Regions from separate parts of the Gossypium hirsutum genome. Here region 1 is linked to region 2. Evidence: chromatin contacts called from public Hi-C data. All regions are on one chromosome and are shown on one strand. Each heading gives the region's core, a stretch centred on a gene start, on an enhancer-like site or on the middle of the called end of the contact. The rest is flanking DNA. Distances are from core to core; before and after follow the strand shown.

Region 1 (6,762 bases), core at 1,969-4,468, 150 kb after region 2:
CTTTGTATACCATCAAATTATGATAAATTCTTCAAGGCATGATCTATAGTGTGTGTGCATGCATATGAATGAATCAGTTTAAATGAATGAGCCTTGAATTTCCTCGAGTGTTTTGGATGAAAACAACTTGCATTTGCATGTTAGATGGAAAGATAAAAAGGAACATGATATGCAAGTGGATAAAGCAGGATAACATGGAATAGAAAACTGGTCATCATGATTATAACTGTGTCCTAAAGTAGTCTCCAATAGGGATGGCAAATTGGTTCAAGTAACTTTGTACAATAGAGAAGCTGGTGGGATGAGATTTATCCATGTATTAAAACTATATGTACCGCGAGGGCCGAATTCAGAAAACTTGTTTAGGGGCTTATAATTTTTGTGATAGTAAAAATATAAGTTCTATCATTTTAATAATTTATATATTTATATTGTTAAAGAATTAAATTAAATTTTTATATTTTTAGAGGGACAGGGTAAAATTTTACCTTTACTAATTTAAAATTTTAAAAATTTAAAAGACTTAAATAGAAAATTTTCTTTTTTAGGGGTGTGCGGTTTGCATCTCCATTATATTAACAAACTAAAATCATATTTTGTCTCTCATTAAGTCCCTCAGGTGATGATTCTTTCTGGGCTAATTGTGCCCAAGTCCCTGTATTCTTCTTTCGTTTTGATACATTATAACTTGCGGGAAGGAATTTTATTACCAGAGTTGAAAGTGCCAACATAGAGCTTCATTTAGGTTGTTGGCTAATCCCTCTAGTTTCAATTTGAAGAATCAGTTCCTTTTACTTGTGTAATTTAAAAATCAAAGTCCAACTGATAACATTGTTGGTTTTCGTTAAATTTGAATACGTAACATTATAATATTAAAAAAAATGTTTAATTTAAAAATTAAAATGAAATTGATTTAAAAAGAAGTTAATTAATAGTGTTATCAATAGAAATTTGACTTTTAACTTAAAATAAATAGAGGCATTGAATTCCTAGAATTAAAAACGGGGAATAAGCTTGAAAAGTATAGAGACTGGGGACAGAATTAAACTTTTGGTTTCAAATTTTTTAGCACTATGATGCATAGTGATTTTTAATAACCGAGTAGACATGGGATATATACGCACAAGCATAGGCAGGCAGGCAGGCAGATAAGCACAAATTGTATTGCTATGGGCTAAGCTAAAGCCTAATGGTTGTTGATTCCTATATTCCAGGGAGGGATGGTTGAGGCACTAAGCATACATAAAAAATGGAAAGGCTACAGTTTCGACTACGAAGGATCACAAAAGTTGGTTTTCACTTTAAAGGAGCCAGCCCGTCCATGCCTATCCAATAACAATGCCATCAGAATCTCCACTGAACCAAAAAGCAGCAGCAAGCAGTGTGAGTATGAGATCAATGGTTATTTCCCTGACAGAAAATGCAGCATCATTGATTCCACAGGCAACCTTGTCGCTCAGGTAGTATACTTCATTTAATATAACATGGTATCAAGTTTAGTTTTGTTCTAAATCATAAGTTTACGTACAGGTTGGAGTAAAGAAGGAAGTAGAGGAGTTGATGGCAAGTAAAGATGTTTATCAAGTAGTGGTAAAACCTGGGGTTGATCAAGCTTTTGTTTTTGGAGTCATTGCTGTTCTTGATTACATTTACGGTGAATCTACCAGGTGCTGATTGAGGGATTTCTGTAAACCCCCAAAGTAGAAGTTAAATTTGTTGGTTTGGGTTCCATTTGGATGACTAGATTTGGAATGAATTAAGCTGCAAATTCCTCTTTATTTTAGGATCTGTAATCCTTAGCATGTATATAAAATAATAACTTAGAATAATATTAAAGATTTGTGGCTATCTTTTCTGTTTGTTTTTCTCCGCTTATATTAGTATAGCCTAGGAATGCAGCAACAATAAATTTAAGGAAGAATCCTATGCTATTCGCCTCTGCCCAACTAACTTGACAAACAGTCAAATGAAGTAATAGAAATGAAGAATTGGATGGTAAATGGCTTCATCTTTGAACGGGAACAATTCTATCTCTCTTTACATTCCAAATTTAATCAAAATTTGAAAATGTCAAGGAGTGAAAGCTAAACTTTCTGATGGAAAAAGAAGCTTCCTTTTAGAACATAAGACAAATGTTTATGAAATTCTCACGGCAAGCAACTAGCAAATGAATACGCTTGATTCCTTCCATCAATCAAACGCAAACTTCCTTTTTTTCTCTAACAAGAAAACCCTCCTCAACAAAATCAATGGAGTTCATGAACAAGGTAATCAGATCGGCGAAATTTACAACAAGGATAATTGATTTATAACAAGGCAAAACACAATTACTATACGATTCAAGAACAGGGAATACTGGTAGAGAACACAAATTACAGAAAAATACTATGCTAGCTTTGTGGGACAAAAAAGCGGGGGAAGCGTTAAGCGCAGGCGCAAACGTTCTCCACCACCACGGTCTCGTCATCGGCGGACCTGAAAATCAGGTACCCAACAGCCAGTCCCAAAACAATAGCCAAGAAAATGCCTCCGTTGAAAGACATGATGGCCAACATCAGGAGATAACCGATAGCCGAATTGATCCCGAAGAGCAAGGCCGTCGCGAATTTAGCGGAGCGGCGGTATTTGGGGAGGAGAGGAACAGAAGCGCCGGCGGAGGAAGGCGGGGATGGGTTGGAGGAAGCAAGGGATCTGAAACGGAGGCGTCGATCTTCCATGTACTGGTAAAAGGAAGAGAAGAGAAAACAAGCAAGCAAAGTGAGGAGGTAACTCAGCCATGAATCAGTCTTCCAGGAATCGATGAGCAGAGTCACGTCCTTTCCCCAGTACAAGGTCATGTGCATCATCTTCTTCGATTGACTGAACCCTCAAACACACAGACAAAAAGGGCAAAATGGAAAGCAGTTTTGTTGATTGTCGTGTTAAGACAGAAAATCTTAAAAAAGAATTTGACAGATTGCTTTGGTTTTATCAGGAAATCCCAATTTTGGGAACCAATCCAGTTCTGGGATTTGGAGTATGGACTTACGATTATGCCCTTAATAGGATGTGCTTGGCCTTGGGGAAATGGAATAACTGTTGAAAAGAATGGAGCTGCAAGTGGCCCAGCCCTACTCTAGACCGAGTCAATTCTCATCTAACAAAAGCAAGAGACAGTTGATTGAAATTTATAGTTAGATTAAAATTGGAATCCAACATCTAAAGATATGCATAGCATTCGGAATAATGAGAGTGCAACTGACGTAACTATTTAAACCCAATGCCACGCTATACAAGTACAAAAGGCGAAGCAAAAGTTATCCCCTACTGACTGAACTTTGTTGTTAGGTTTAGCATTAAAAGTCAAGGAAGATACTTTCCCAGCCATGAATTTGTCAACCTAAACCTATAGGTAAAACACCACCGGATGTGCTCACCCCAACAATGAAAAATGTCAAGTTGTGATCCCTAGTGTCTTGATTGGGCACATATCCTTGGGTTTTTGCAGGCAACACAATGAGAGGCCAAAATCTAGAAATCCCATTGTACAAAACAAGTTACTATCTCTAGGAATTATGTACAAAGAAGGTTAGTTATATCGCACACCAAACACTAATGAGATACCCAAACTAGCAAGGGTATTGAATTAGATCCTCCCCAACATCTTACCATTGTAATTTTCACACAAGTGAAGCATTTAACATCAAATCACCCAATGAGTTGCCCTATGCGAACATTGTCCTAACCAGGATTGATGGGTTAATCCTAAATATCACACCTAATGCCACCAACAAAGAAACAAGTTTATTTGCAACAATATAAAGCCAGACAATTTCGTAAAAGTTTTCTCAAAAAACCCAAGGAAGCTAAAGTCAAAGAGATGGTTGGTCACATGCAGTATGTATCGATGCAGGAACTCCTAACATACCACCAAATGTAACATCAATAAAGTATAAAAGTTCGTTACTCCAATGACTTGCATCATCTTGAATCTTCCATAAAAAGCTAGAACAATCAGTGTAAATGTAGCACTAGCCACAACATGCCCATTTGACCTTTTCTCCTATTCTAGGAATTGTCATTTGTCAATGGTCTTGGAACAATCACTCTAGGAATGAAAGAAACTTATAACAATAAAAGAAAGATTGATCTTTCAGTATTTCCTTATCATTCTAAACCCATATAGGTTTTGTATAATGTAGAGGGTTATTTGATGGAGAGAAGAGACATTGCAAACAAGTGAATGAGATGTATCGGAAGAAGGCAGAGAGGATGACTAAAGCAAATCCAATAACGCTAAGCGCATCGATAAGTAATGGTTGGTAAAGTGGAGAAAGGGACATGTGGCTAACGGTAAGGCTAAACAAAGAAAATAATTTGAGAGAATTTTAGAGAGAGCTTTGAGAGTTAGAATGCCAAAGTGTCAAAAGTCCTTTTACTAGTTGTGAAAGGCTCCTATTTATATTGTTTCAAGAATAAGACTTACAAAGCGATCAATTAACGAGAATAATAACTCATATTTTTTAGTAACAAAGGCATTAATGGTTTATTATTATGTTATTATTATTATGAAAGGATTTTGTTGCTGATGCTAATAAGTAGTGAACAAAAGTTCACTATGTTTTGGGAAGAAAAGAGAAGCACTCAATATTACAAGAAGAGGTTAAGAGGAAAACCTTTAAACTACCTCCATATTTGATCCATCGAACCAAGCTCTCCGAAACATCCCAAAAAGTGAAGATAACCCAAGAACCCTATCATATTCCGGGGTTACTTCAACTTCTTTTACTTTGGTCAAGTGGTACCATGAGAAACATCTTTCGTGGAACATCTCTTAAAACACAAGATGATGTGTGACACCCCACACCAGACTCGGTCGTCAAATTCGAATATGAGACGTCACATTACATTACCGAAGCAAATTTGACTACCTCGATCCAATATCACAAAGTTTAACATGTAATTATCATACAATTCAAATCAATCGACATTCATAATCTTTCACATAAGCATATTATAGATGTCTACCAACTTTATTTAAGAAGTCTTAGAATTGTTCGAGATACAAAACGGAGTCAAGACTTGATTTCAAACTGAAATTTCAACAGTGTCTCAAGATAGGGCATTCATGTCTTAAGACCTATTGATTTTTATTCTTGTTTCGGTGTTGGAATATCTCAAGACATTTAAGTTTATATCTTGAGACTTGATCACTTATGTCTCGGGACCTGTCTCGAGGCATAGTTCCCTTACTTTAGACTCTAACTTCGATGCATCAAGATAAATGGGTTCTTATCTCGATACCTAAAACAAAGCAAAATTATCTTAGGTTCGATGTTTACTTGTCTCGAGACAAGTGATTATTGGGAAATGTGTCCATATTGTAGTAAACATGTAATTGTTTTCTATGTATTTGAACGATGAATAAATAAAGTTAATTTCACATTTCACTATTATGTCTTTTTTGTTTTTGTCGTTCATGTTTTACATGCATAGTGAAATTGTGACAAGCAAATACTAGCTCATTAATTGTCTAAGTTCAAACTGATGATAAGTGGCACTGTAAGAACGTTTACATTGCAAGAAAGACAACTTACTTCAGTAGATAATCTTAACGAGTCCATAATCCCGTAAAAAAATCAAAGTGAGAATTTGATTCAAATACTTAGAAGGATTATTATGTCGTTTACAATTACAATTGGGGAGATGACTAGTCTTGGCTATCGGAGCAGTTGACTCCATGGGTAGAGACATAAATGTATTCATTGAAAGAATGATACATTGGATTGGACCTAAGATGAATTAATTCTGAATCTGTTTGTGAATTAATTCACTTGTGACGTTCATGGTGTGATATACCTAAATTCTGATTTAGTCACTGACCATGCGTATGTAACTCATGTTCTTTGATATGATTAGATGCTTATGCTCTAAAGATGATCAAGCCCATAGTCGGTATGTTGAGTACATGACTTGTGTATGGAATGACTTTATTAGCAACAATGGAATTCATAGCTCGATTAAAGATTTAACGATACCCTTTTATTGGTATTGTGTGGATTGATAAATATGGAATGTAGTCACGGGTTGCTTATTCTCGAACAAACAATTTATCATAGTCATTTGTTGACAGTGATCATATTAATCATTAAGAAGACACAATAGTGACAATGAGATAAAATAGGATTGTATTGAGTGAATGAATTTAACTTAAAGGAATCAATGATATCATATGAGGTCAACACACACATGATGAGGTCATTAGATAAAGTAGTTGGATGAATTGCTTTCATAAAGAGTATACAATAGATAGTTTTCAATCATGGTACTTCTTGTGGATTGACTCCATGATTAAGTAATATTGAATTATCAGAATGATGCTTCTAGACATAATTGCAATTACTCTAGTCTAATTATATATGTCTAATTGGGCCCTCTGTTAGCTCAACAAAAGCTCGACAGATTGCATTTGAATCAGAAGAAAATTCTACGACTTTGAAAATAATTTAATTAATTCACTTTATTCGATGTGGAATTAAATTAGGTGGTCGTGAGAATTGTTCTACTAGAATTTGATTAAAAAATTTTCTTAAAAAATTAATTTGGAAAATCTAAGTGATTTTTTGGGAAATTAATTTTGATCAAGTAAAATTAAATTAATCAAATTAATTAAAATTAATATGATATTTTTGGAAATTAATTTTCAAGTCAGACAATTGGCCCAATGGGTAATTGAACTTGAAAATTGGACCTGAGATCAAAAATTTGGCCCGAGAACCCAAA
Region 2 (7,250 bases), core at 4,297-6,796:
CTTCCTGAAGTTGCAGTGGAGTAGATTAAAACCTTGGATCTTATCTCTCTAAAGTTGCAGAGAGCAGATCGTATTTAGTCTTATCTCTCTGAAGTTGCACCAGGAGTGGACTAAATCAAGTTGAAGCTATAAAAGTTGCAGTAAAGTAGATTGAAGCATTAGTTTCTATACTCTAAGGATGCAGTAGGAGGAAATGAGGCTACTTGAAGAAGAAGAGTACCAAGATCCGACAAGACTGGGCAAAATTAGGCGTTTTAAAGTCTTTGCTCCGTTTTCGTTACACGACAACGAGCAAAAAGGGGCAACTGTAATGACCAATTTATGCCCGGCCCGTACCAAGTAAAAAAATATAACAATAACAGTCCGGTTACAAAATGGGCCACAAGGCCCAAACCAAAACAAACAGAGGCCTAAATACGGAGGCCCAAGACAGAGGATGAAACCCTAGGGTTTCTAATCTTCAACAGCGCCGCAACCGAGCCAAGCTGAATCTACGCAATCTTCACCTGTAAACACAAAAATGGAAAGGGAATCAAAGAATAGAAAATCAAATCAGAAGGAAATCTGTTCCTTTATTTATTTTATTATTATGGCTATAAGTAGCCTTTGAACATACTGTAACAAGGATCCCGATTTTCGAAATCAGAAATAAAAACTACTACTTTCGCGATATAGAGAGCATAAATCAAATCAAAGGTTGTTATTTATTTTCTATTGTTATATTTATTTTTTTTACCATTATATACGTACGAATAAAATAACTAGGGGAAAATAGAGAAACCACCTGTGTTTTGAACCCCAGATCGCCGTGGATGGCCGAGGGTGTCGTCTCCGATGAAAGACGACCGGAAGCCGAAAGGTTTCCCTGCTTTTAGGGGCACTTTCATTTATATTTTGTGGGATTTGAGCCTGGATTAAGGCTCAAGGGGACTAGAAGGTCAAACCGGGGTTTTTTCCCTTTTAGGCCACCGCAGACGGTGGTGCCGGTGCCGGAGATCGGTGGCCGGCGCGGTGGCCGGAGGACAGAGGGGCTGAGAGAGTTTTAAAATGGTTTTTTTTTTGTTTTTGTTTTGAAAATGTTTTAAAATGAAGTTTTTGAAAGAATGGGGGGCTTTTATACGGTACCAAAACGGTACCGTTTTTGGAGGGCCTCTAGACGCCCAAAACGGCGTCGTTTTGGGGAGGTCGACCCGAATCCGACCCGACCCGGCCTAGGATTCGCGTGTTTTTGAGCGGAGGGGTAAATTGCGCTTTTAGCCCCTCCGTCTTTTAATGTTTTTACAATTAAGTTTTTTTTATTTTCTTAATTTACCCTTTCACTTATCATTGTTTTCAATTTCATCCAAATGTGAACGGCGTCGTTTTGAGGAGAAGGGAAAATTTCCCTTCCAGCCCCTCTGTGTAATTCGCGCGTTCAATTTAGTCCTCCAGACTTGATTTATTTGCGGATTTACCCCAGTTTTTTTACTTGCTGTCCAATTTAATCCTTTTTTATATTTTTCTTAAAACCAATTAAAATTGATAATATAATTGTATTTTTTTAATTTTCATATGTAATTATATTTATTATATATATATGTATACTTATTTTTATGTACATATTTATGCCTTAAAAAACTAATATTTTTTCGCATATTTATACATATACTTGTTTTATTTATTTCATCAATTTTGATATCATTTCAAACCTATATATTTTTATGTGTACATGTATGCATCTTCTTTGTTTATTTCAATTATTTGCTTATTAATTGATGTTGGCATATTTTTTATTTGATATTTTGTATGTGATTATTTTTATTATGTATATTCATTTTATTTATATTATTTCTATGACGCTGTAATATTTATTATTGTATTGTATATTTAATGTAGCATCACATCATTTTTACTCGATTTCAAACTTTTCAAAATTGAGAGAATGCTCGTATTTAGGGTTTTTAAGGAAATTGAGCCCTAACGTATTGGGTTCCGATTTTCTTCGTTAAATCTAACAATCGAGCATTCCTCTTTAATAAAAAAAATAAGAACTCATTATTGGGAATTCAACACGTTGTGTCCTAACGTATTGGATGTGACGCATTGATTATTCGAAATGAAGATTTTTTCTAAAAAATAATAAAGGAAATATTCCGAGTTTAGGATTTTGGAGGAATTGTGCCCTAATGTATTGGGCCGCAATTTCTTAAATCTTGAATAAATGGATATTCTTTTAAGTTTTCATTGTACGAGTATTTTGGCCTAATTCATTTTCGAGGAAATTAGAATTTCGTGCCCTAACGCATTGGGTGTGGTATTTTCTTTTTCTGAAATGATAAGGGTTTTAATACGTAACGTTTTTAAGTTTTTGCTAAGGATTATATTTTTTTCAAATTTTCGACATTAAGACATTAATTAATTAACTAGGTACCAATTTTTTGGGCGTTATGAGGGTGCTAATCCTTCATCATACGTAACCGACCTCCGGACCCGTTTTCTAAAATTCGTAGACCAAAGTCATTTTTAGGTGATCCAATCACACCTTAATAAAAGATTGGTGGCGACTCCCAATTTTTCATTTTTTTGAGTCGACAACTAATTTTTGTTTTTTTTTTCCAAAAAAAAGGTTTCGACATAATTGATTTTATAAATGAAGAATTTTAGGTATATTTCTTTGTTTATGTTGTTTTTAATGTTTAGTGGATTTCAAACAGGTGGAATTGCTTCTGCTATTGGAAGACTTAGTCCTTCATTATTGCTTGACCCAGAGTAGATGAGTAATTTCAATCACCTTGCATAGCTTTTCGAATTGGAAGTGAACATGTATGCCATTATCCTCCATTCGTATTATTTAAGGTGCATGTGTTTGCTTCCTCAACTACTTTTATTTACATCCATTTGTTTGTTTTGTTTGGTCTTTCTTTTTATGGTCAGTATGGATTCGACCATGAGCCTTCCCTGCATTCAGAAGTGAGACCTACCACCATGGATTCGCCAGGACAACCAACAACTTCTCAAGATTCCTATGTACACACTCAGTTGGTCTAACGATGTGGTTCTTCTTGACCTCCTAGGGTTTTTTTAATACATGCTTCATCTAGCATGGGGCTTCGAAGCTGATGAGCTTGCTTGTGCAATTTCAATGACTCATGCATCCATCCATGATACTGACAATCACCTTCAGAGTAAAGATTCCTTGTATTCTGATGAGGTAGGTATTGTTAACCTTCTAGTATCACAAAAAATTATGCTTCTCAAGTCAAGGATCATGTTAATGTTTTCCTAATTATATCGATTTCATTTTTTCCTTGGAAAAGCAGGTCTTTACCTCAAATAAAGAGCTTGATAAAACAATTACGTCGGAACCCAACTTTTTAGCCAGATTTCTAAAGGCAGTTCGTATCTCCCTTCTCATGAGCAAAGTGGTCCAAGTAAAAGTATTATTTATGGTTTACAGGCTTGATTGAAATGCTACAATGGATTTCTGTAGTAGCAGAGCATTTCAATCAGATTTTTATGGAGAAAAATTGATGGAAGCAGAATGGCGCGGTGGCTAGAAACAGGGACCAAAGGAAGAAGAAGAATGGTGGAAGCAGGGGGTGGCATGGAGGGAAATAAAGTGATAAACAGTAGTGAGGATTAAAAAAAGGGTCAAAAATGCTAATATGGTGTGTAGAGTCAGTTAAGGATTTAACATGTGAGTGACTAAAATGAAAATTTTCTCTACGATAGTGATACAAAATAAGGCGGATGAATGCAGAAGAGGATCATAAAATTTGTCTAAATCACAGATTTGACTTAGGGCTCTAGACGTTTGAAAAGAAACTTGAATTTTGACACCTCTTGAAACACAATTGAATCCAAGTTAGATTAAACAATTAAAATAAATAACTAAGATAAATAAAATAATAAATCAAAGACTAGAATAATAAAGAAGAAAATAAAAAAGATATATAGAAAAGATAGAACGTGATATGTAAAAGTCCTAAGAAGCCTTTGAAACATGAAGAATTCATAACTCCCTTCAAGTGGCTCTAATTTCACCTCCAAAATAGAAACCTTAGCAAGAAAAAGTTTGAAAATGATCCCACAATTTCAAAAGATTGTTAAAAATTCTTCTAAAAGAAAACTCAAGAGAAATTCTTGAAAGAAAAACTCAAGAAGAATTTATTAACACAAAAGAGAATTTGAATAATAATAAATTGTTTCCTTTGTGTTAGCTAAATAAATCTAAATAAAACTCTTAAGTATACTAGAACTCTAATTAATCTAAACAAAAAGTTAAATTTTCTTGTTGATATAAAACTCCTAAATAACTTAAACTATTTAATACAATATTGGGCTCATATATAATAAAAATTAAGCCCCAAACCCGAATCCAATATGATTTAAACTCAAATTAAAAGCCTGAAACTCGTAATTCTCATCATAATCACGTTCAAAAATTCTGCTCACGCAGTCTTTATTAAAATAGTCATAACTTGAGCTCTCGAACTCGAAATTGAGTGATTCAAAGTGCGTTTCGAAGCTAAGATATAGATCTTCGAACACCATGAGACATATCAACTCCAAAATTTCTAGATCCTATCCAAAAAGTCATTGCAAGTTTGCTGATTTCTCAAACTTGAAAATTGGCAGCTTCTGTGAATGGAATTTAATAAATTTTACTCCATCCATGCATGTATCGTAAAAATAATATTGTAAAAAATATAAGAACCAAATTATGTTAGAAATTAAAGGATAAATGTTAAATCTCAAATTTAGGCATGGTTAAGATACTAAAACTAATGTTATTTGAACTGGACCGAATTAAGAATCGACCAGAGATCACTTCGAAAAGTGGATTTGAATAAGTTAGGTTGGGAACCGGTGTGAACTGGTTGATCTGGCTAAAAAACCAATTGAATTGGCGATTGAACTAGTTAAAAACCGATTAAACCAAGAATTTTGAATTATTTTTTTTATATTTTAAATATTTTTTTAATTAGACCAACGAACCGGTAGCCTGACCAATTCAACCACCAACACGATTTAAAAAACATTAACTAAAACTAAAATTTGATCACTTTCATATAATGTGTGTGAGAGAGAGAACGAAGGTGTCAACAAAAGAAACCATATAGCATTCATGTTATATAAAGATGTATATATTAATTAGGTCAAATTCTATTATGAGTCTTTGTCTTATGTGTAAGTTATAGATTAATAGTTGCATTTCAATTTTAGTTCATGCAGATTTTGACTTTTGAAATTTTAGTTTTGACCTAAACGATAATTGTTAAATTGTGTTGTTTTTAAGTATTAGGCGGAAATAACAAGTTGACATAACATTACCAATATGATAATATCATATGTTTGCCATATAATATTTTAGAAATAATTTAACCTAATAAATTGATACCGTTTGGGTCAAGATTGAAATTTCAAAATTTGAAAAGAATAGAAAATAAAAATATCTAAATCATAGTACATGGACTAAATTAGTTTGGCCCAATGTTAAGTTTAGTTGGGCTTCTTGACACTCTTGCATACAGAAAGATTACCAGGCCATTGTTTTGGTCTATCGTCGACCTTTAAAACCTCGGAGTACCTCGGTTCAACTGCAAAAACCCTTCATCTTAAAGGCTAAATCCTCGCTCTCCACCATAGTTGCTGTCATCCAACACTAATGTCGGCCACAAATGCAAGTAATGGCAGTAGAATCGAAACTTACGAGGACTTCGTGAAAGTCCATGATCTGCTTTTAGCAGCATCGGGGCTGCCCCAATCACTTCATTTTAAACTCTTCCAGAAGCTAGCATCGGAAACATTTGATGGCGGAGCTCACTTCGAGATTGAACCCTGCGAGGAAGGCCGTCAGAGACGGTTATTGTTAACCTCCGAAACCATGGCTAAAGACTCCAATGTTTTCCTCATCGACCATGCCTGGACATTTCGCCTCCCGGACGACTACAAACAGGTTCGATTTTTTTTTCTTTTTTAAATAATCAGAATTCATTTGAAGTTCTTTTTTAGTGAAAACTGATATGTTCTGTGATTGATTGCAGTTGCAGGAGGTTCCGGGGTTGGTGCAGCGGATGGCTGCTCTAATGTGCGTGGACGTCGAAGACGACGGCGGTTCAGAACAGGCCGCTGAAAGTGGCGGGAAAATGACCGCCGAGGAAGTTTTGGAGAGCGAAATTCGAAACGCGAAAGAGACGGGAGATGGATTTGTGAGATGGTTGGAGCTCGAGGAGCTTGGACTTGACGACGCCACCTTCCTTTCTCTCAACTTGTCCACTAAATTTCCGGTTAGTCAATCATCATTCTATCATACTTTACCTTATTCCAGGTCACTTTAACTTATGAATTGATCTGTTTTGGTCGCAGGATTTATTGGCACTTAGCTTGTGCGGGAACAAGCTGGAAAACCAGGAGAAACTTGTTGAGGAAGTTACTAAATTTAAGAACTTAAAGGCTCTTTGGTTGAACAATAATCCAGTTCTTGAAAAAAGGTTTTGTCTTGTTCATTCTTGAAGAAGAAAGTATTTAAAGTTACTGTTGTTGGGTTTCTATTAAATGAGTATCTGTTTTTGTTTATAGTGACTGTGGCATGGAAGATGCAATTCTTCAAGGATGTCCCAAACTCGAAATCTATAACTCTAGATTTACCCATAATTTTGGTGAGTGGGCATTGGGATTTTGTGCTGATGTGTATGGGAAGGATAATCCTGCAAGTAGTCATCAGGGAAACCTTCCTTTGCAAAGTGTGACCTCACTTGACCATTCGAATAGAGGCATCCATAATCTGATCAATAAGGTCTAACATGCATTGCGTTTTCCTTCCGTTTACAAAATTAATCATAACATGGAAAGAAGATGCAAGATGATTCTGCTTTCTCTTTTTCAGGCGTTCTCGCCTTTTGAGATGCCAAATCTTTCATATTTGAACATTCGAGGCAATCCGATTGAAGAAAATTCAGTCAGTGATTTGTTTGGACTCTTGAAGGCCTTTTATTGCTTACAATCTTTGGAGGTATGTTTGTTGGAAAACATTGCTTTTGTATTCTAATGAGAACACATGGTGCTACAATAGGTTTGAGACAATTGGAAGGTCGTATTTCATCTTAAAATAATTGATCTTGCAGGTGGATATACCTGGCCCACTCGGAGATAGTGCTGTGGAAATTCTTGAATCCCTTCCCACTCTTTCCTCATTGAATGGTGTTGATGCATCCAAAATCTTAGAATCTGAAAATCATATTGTTGATTCAATGCTTCAGCTACGTCTG

The links. A called contact is a pair of places that touch in the nucleus more often than the background predicts.
Region 1: a Hi-C map of leaf shows a contact between it and region 2, with 2.0 times the contacts expected there. The contact joins the promoter of LOC107901056 here to the promoter of LOC107901062 in region 2. A contact is called at or near these places in 4 of 34 Hi-C or Micro-C datasets (all in leaf).

The regions. Positions count from the first base shown.
Region 1 is chrD06:14,783,289-14,790,050 of Gossypium_hirsutum_v2.1, forward strand. It overlaps LOC107901056 (copper transporter 5), which reads right to left and starts at 3,219. Exons shown (of 1, transcript XM_016826898.2): 1 at 2,186-3,219. The coding sequence starts at 2,846. The coding sequence ends at 2,424. LOC107901055 (protein LURP-one-related 6) reads left to right here. Exons shown (of 3, transcript XM_016826897.2): 2 at 1,215-1,460; 3 at 1,531-1,848. The coding sequence ends at 1,674.
Region 2 is chrD06:14,627,643-14,634,892 of Gossypium_hirsutum_v2.1, forward strand. LOC107901062 (tubulin--tyrosine ligase-like protein 12) reads left to right here and starts at 5,547. Exons shown (of 15, transcript XM_041095794.1): 1 at 5,547-5,938; 2 at 6,027-6,269; 3 at 6,349-6,473; 4 at 6,562-6,778; 5 at 6,869-6,994; 6 at 7,107-7,250. The coding sequence starts at 5,648.